2 separate regions of the Mus musculus genome follow, and region 1 is linked to region 2. A link is a contact called in public HiChIP or PLAC-seq data. All regions are on one chromosome and are shown on one strand. Each heading gives the region's core, a stretch centred on a gene start, on an enhancer-like site or on the middle of the called end of the contact. The rest is flanking DNA. Distances are from core to core; before and after follow the strand shown.

Evidence for each region. HiChIP or PLAC-seq counts read pairs in DNA pulled down with a chosen protein or histone mark.
Region 1: a contact with region 2 is called in an H3K27ac HiChIP or PLAC-seq map of heart atrium, with 11 times the contacts expected there. The contact joins the promoter of Edn1 here to the enhancer-like site in region 2. A contact is called at or near these places in 11 of 39 promoter capture datasets (the 3T3-L1 cell line, the C10 cell line, the SN4741 cell line and 7 more), 1 of 15 datasets of contacts at CTCF or cohesin (large pre-B cells), 10 of 484 Hi-C or Micro-C datasets (CD4 T cells, CD8 T cells, ECoMG-derived neutrophils and 5 more), 17 of 115 datasets of contacts at active chromatin or transcription factors (SST interneurons, bone marrow-derived macrophages, cardiomyocytes and 10 more) and 3 of 9 other capture datasets (adipose tissue, embryonic stem cells and macrophages).

The regions. Positions count from the first base shown.
Region 1 is chr13:42,300,152-42,302,851 of GRCm38.p6, reverse strand. It overlaps Edn1 (endothelin 1), which reads right to left and starts at 1,376. Exons shown (of 5, transcript NM_010104.4): 1 at 894-1,376. The coding sequence starts at 957.
Region 2 is chr13:41,736,513-41,739,218 of GRCm38.p6, reverse strand. No RefSeq gene overlaps it. Among named protein-coding and RNA genes, the nearest start is that of Gm40925, 61 kb to the right of the region's middle. Within about 2 kb of position 1,433, at least 47 of the 459 cell types and tissues checked have an H3K27ac peak or open chromatin away from gene starts, as enhancers often do. A contact at or near this core is called in embryonic basal ganglia, fibro-adipogenic progenitors and heart atrium, where this site is marked.

The DNA of each region.
Region 1 (2,700 bases), core at 127-2,626, 560 kb before region 2:
CCCAGGGAAAGTACCCCGTGGGTTCAGAATTCAGAATCTTTGGGCAGCACAGCTTGCTGTGGGACTTGACACCTCCCTCTGGCCCAACACAGCATCGCCGCGCAGTTTATCTGCTCGATTTTGTTCATTCCAAACGATCAGACACATTCCAGGGCTTTCACCCTTTTGACATCCTTTCTCTTTGCTTAGGGTCATGAAAAGACAAAAAGAGGGCACTGACCCTCAAAAAACAGGATGGGAGGAGAAAAGAACCAGCTGTGGCCCGTACTGTCTAATTCCTTAATCAGGCAGGAATGATCCCGGCTCCCCTCCCAGGACAGGTGAATACAACTGCAATAGAGCTCACAGTGTTTGAAGATGCCAAAAACCTGCCAAATGAAACCTTAAGTCAATAGTGACAAATTTTAAAGAAAGCATGTGCTTCGCCCTGAAACCGCCTGCGGGGTTATTCAGCGCATGGTTGATCGGCAGGTGATTTCCCTGCTCACGGTGTGCCTGCATGACCCGAATAAAATTCCTTGGCTTTAAGTTGGAGTGTTTCAATATTTTACACATTAGCGCACTATCAAGACAACGTTTGAATAAGCCCCTAAATGAACCGTGCAACCCTAAACACACTTATTTCAAAATAGATTTTTGCTTCAGCTGTACTGCTACAACGTTATTTTGAAGCTATGCGATACTCGGTTGTAGTCAGTTGTATTCAAACAGGGGTTTTATTTCTTTCGCTTCACACAGAAGTTAATTAATTGTAAGGCACTTGCTGCTGGAGCTTCAGTAATTAAAAAAATAAATAAAAAGGAAAGAATGAAAGAAAAGAAAGAAAGAAAAGTGGAAAACAGAAGCGATAACTGCGCTGCGCTGAAGTAGAAAGATTCGCAAGTGGCGCCTACCTGTTTCTGGAGCTCCTTGGAAAGTCACGAACAGCAGAGAGAAGATCACGGGAAAATAATCCATTCTGCAAAGGGGTCAGAAGAGTGGGGAAAAAGGAAAAAAAGAAAACTCGGTTGCAAATGGAACTCAATGCAAAACGAAGAGGACGGTGTCTGGTCGCTCTGATCGCCTCTGGGTTTTTTTGTTTTTTGTTTTTTGTTTTTTTTTTAGATCTCAGCGCGGTCCTCAGCAAGTGGCCCTTCCACTGGGGCGAAAGCGTCGCGGGCAGCCGGGAGGCAGCGCGCAAGGACAGCGGAGCAGACCGGGTCAGGCTCTCAGCGCCGGTGCAGGAACGCTTCTGACTCGGACAGTTCTCCGCCGCCTTTTTATATTGAACCCCTATAGAGTGGGGGTAAACAGCTCTGACTTTATTCCAGCCCTAAACAATGTTATTGTGTGATTAGTCACCCACAGGCAACGTGCAGCCAGAGATAAGACCCGGCTCTAGAGGAAATCACGGCTAACTTCAGAGGCAGACGCCCGCCGTCTGACAATCCAGGGGCAGGGCTAAGAAAAAGAAAACACCCACTAGACAGAGACCGCTGCAGAACCTGCAGAGAGCAGCAGCCCGCTTCCCCTTTTGCTAGCTGCCAGCCCCAGAGTTCAAGAATCAAGAGTTTCTCCAGAAGCAAAGTCACCCCATTGGAATGAAAAGTATGAAGTACAATTAAATAGATTGTATTGTGCGCGCGCAGGGGGGTGGGGTGGAGGTGGGGCTGATCATTGTTCACTTGATTTTCCTTTTATGTCTTTCTGATCAAACAAGGGGACGATCCCCACTCTTCGCTCTTGAATCCCAGCTACTGGGGCGGGCGGGGAACCAGATTAGTTTGGAAGATCACCCTACTTTTCCACCACCACCCCTTCCACCAAGTCTTTTCTAAACTAAAGTACTTCGCATTTGAGGTGAGAAAGATTCCGTCAGGAGTTAGCAAGGAAGGAAAACTAAATAATAATGATAACAACAACAATGTGGTTTTGTCAGGTACATCCTTATCTCCCTAGTATCGCCGATCAGAAGTACACGTACACACACACACACACACACACACACACACACACACACACACACTCGCCCTCCAATATTTCTTGTGCCCAGCCTCTCCCTGGGAATTGCTGCTATCGCGAAGGATCTTGAGAAATGGCAGAGACGACCGCCAGGGGGAGATGGAGAGCTGCAGGGGCTTATGCTTTAATAAGATAAAACAACTAAAGCCTCGGCTTCTAAATGATTAGTAACAAGCTGTGGCCAGGCAGAGAAGGGGCGCCTCACATACTAAAGAGAGGTGGCTTCAGGGCATTCCATTATTCCCTTCCCCGACTTTCCAGAGTCTCCTCCACATCACTTTGCTTCTTTACTCGGGCAAACCTGCGGTCTGTGCTTGATTAGAAAGCTACAAGGGGGGTGTGGGGAGGGAAGGACTGCCGATGCTGAATATGTGCATCAGATCATACCTCACCCTTTAATAACGTGTTTACATTTTCCAAACAGTTTCCTGTCTATTTTACCATGAAAGACTCCCTCCCCCAGGTGTCCATGGGTTATTAAGGCACAAGTGACAACATGTCTTCATGAATAAAGCAAAACACACAGAAAACACGTTGGCTTTTTTCAACAAGCTCCCGGAATGCCCATAAGCTGGAAACAACACACAGGATCCACGCAGAGTGGTTTCCCTAGGATGCTACCACAAAGGTCCCTTCTTCATCCCGTCTTGTTTGACTTCAGTTTTCCCTGGGAGTAGAGGCCAAAATAGACTCAATCCA
Region 2 (2,706 bases), core at 184-2,683:
TCATACTGCTTGACTGGTCACTCCTGGGTAAGTGAGTGGTTCTCTTTAATCAGACTTCGTGAGTCTCTTCACAACCATACATGGTTAAGCCACTGGAATGTCCATCAGAGACCCCCCTGGCAGCAATCATTGGTTGTAGCAATAAGTCAAACACCAGTATCTTTTTCCCCTCTTGGAACCTTAAGATTCCAGTTTAGAAGTTATAGCCTCACCTTTCCAGTACATAAACCATATGTACAAACTGATCAATTTCTCTAAACACAAAGCACTTTATGTATAGTCTTATAATTTTCAAGTTAATCAGGGAGTAGAATTCAAACTCTGCTTAGCTACTTTTCTTTCTTTTTTTTAAGAATTTTTTAAAAAAAGATTTATTATATGTAAGTACACTGTAGTTATTTTTAGACACAGCAGAAGAGGGAATCAGATCTCATGACAGATGGTTGTGAGCCACCATGTGTGTGGTTGCTGGAATTTGAACTCAGGACCTCCAGAAGAGCAGTCAGTGCTCTTAACCGCTGAGCCATCTCTCCAGCCCTTAGCTACTTTTCATTATCATCTGTGCCCCTAAACACTGGAATTATGTAACCCTTCACCAGAACCATCATTTTCATGAGAAATTAACAGAAGTTATAAGGTCTCATTAATTCGAATCAACGTTAATAGATCTATTGCCAAACTTTTATGTCTATAAAACCTCGGCATACAAATCTAGGAGCCTAACAGAGAAGATTGGGCATGGTCACTTGCCTAAAGCTCTATGCCCCTTTCTCCACTTATCCCTGAAGCTGGATTTGATGGCTCTGACAAACACAGTGGGGTTCTTAAAAGGCAGTGCTCAGCAATTTGTGAACAAGAAAAAATAAATTATGGAAAAATAAAATAAAAGCTGCCTTAGTGGCTGTCTTCCACTGAACATTGGGCCCTCTTGTCAACTGTGCTTAGATCTCTAAAATTTCTGAAGACTCTCGTCCATCCTCTCAGATTGTGGAGTCAGTAAAATGTTTGCCGAGAGAACAAGAGGAGCTGAATTCCATCCTCAGAGCAATCGAGACTTGGAGCACAGGCATGCACCAGAGAGGCAGAGAGAAGTGGATCTCCGAGATGATGGAGCAGGCTATTGTTTCTCCCACTACACTATCTACTGAACACGCACAGGCTCGATTTGCAAGAGAAATGAACAGACTCCATTGTTCCTTTTAAAACCTTGAACTTGAAGAGATTTCCTGTGAGTGGAGGACGAAGCATTCCACAAAGAAACCTGGAATGCTAAGTGCTTGCTGCATCTGAGCTCACCAGAGGTGGAGAGTTCCAGGCTGCATTTAGTTTTGAAGTCTTGGAGCCACAGAAAGCACTGGCCAGAGGAATGAGGTAATCACTTCTAATGCCAGGCCCTGCTGTGCAGTGCGCATGTGTGATCTCAGTCTGCTTCTGCCCTAGCTAATGAAGGCATGGACAATGGAATAGCCACATGGCAGCACCGGAAAACAAGCTTACTTCTGCAGTACACAGCCTGCTTTGCCTGATTTCTGTCCACTGGACACAGCAAATGAAGCAGCTTCCCTGTTCTCTACACTGGGCTGTCATTCGCTCCTAATGCATCTTTTCCATGAGCCAACTTTGAAGGTCGTATGTCTTTAATTTTTACAACTTGTATATTTCATAGCCGTCCAGATGTATAGGAAGGGAGTAGATCATTTTCCCACCTAGGGACTCCCTTCCTGTCATCACGATGGAAGCAAAGCTGTCCTACTAATACGGCCATCCCTTAGTATTCACACGGATACTACAGCACACAGATAGATGCTCGAGTACTCTATATGTAAGGGGATCACATTTGCATAGAACCCACATATATCCCCTTGTGTGTGTTAAATCACCTAGGGACTGCTTATAATATCCATAATGTAATAGGTATTTTTTTGTTTGACTATATCTGATGCTGAAACTTGTCCTCTAACCTTTATACATGCACGCACACACACACACACACACACACACACACACACACACACACACACACACACGGGGTGGGGGGAGCAAAACAACAATAGCTGAAATGACAAAGAGAAGCACTACAAAGAATGGAGGGAGGGAAAAGACACCATTCCTACCCAGCACTCGAAGCTGGCCATAGCCACAGCTCTCAACACTGGATCCAACTCCTTCTGACCAGATGGAATCCATCATTTTCTTTTTTTATTTTGTTATTGCACCTCAATTCTGCAATATTTTCTCCCCCAGGGAATTAATTACCTATGCTTAAAGCTAGGCAAGACCCAAGTCATGGGCTCCATTTGGACCATTTTTGCTCTCTGCTTCTTAAAACATGTTGAGAGCAACAGTTCATCTCCGTATGACCAGTGTAACCAGCTCCCCTTTCCTTCTCAACTCCCTTTTCTGTTTATGTGAGAGAAGAATCAGAAGTTAACCATATTATTTCCTTGATCACCGTTCCATGAAGTAACCAAGAAGGTTTGAAGTCTCTGCTACCCCCGGCTCCTTCCTCTGTGCACTCAGCAAGAAGCAAATGCACCAAGTGGGGCAGAAAGAGGGAGGCAGCAAAGCAGGAGATGGAGCCCACTCATCACATAACAAATTAATCTCCCTATAAAAGCGATGCCCGGGAAGAAGGGATTCTAGTTCTTCCCTCTCCCCTGGAATATTGAGAAGATGCATTAAACAGAAGAAAGGAGATGTTTTGAT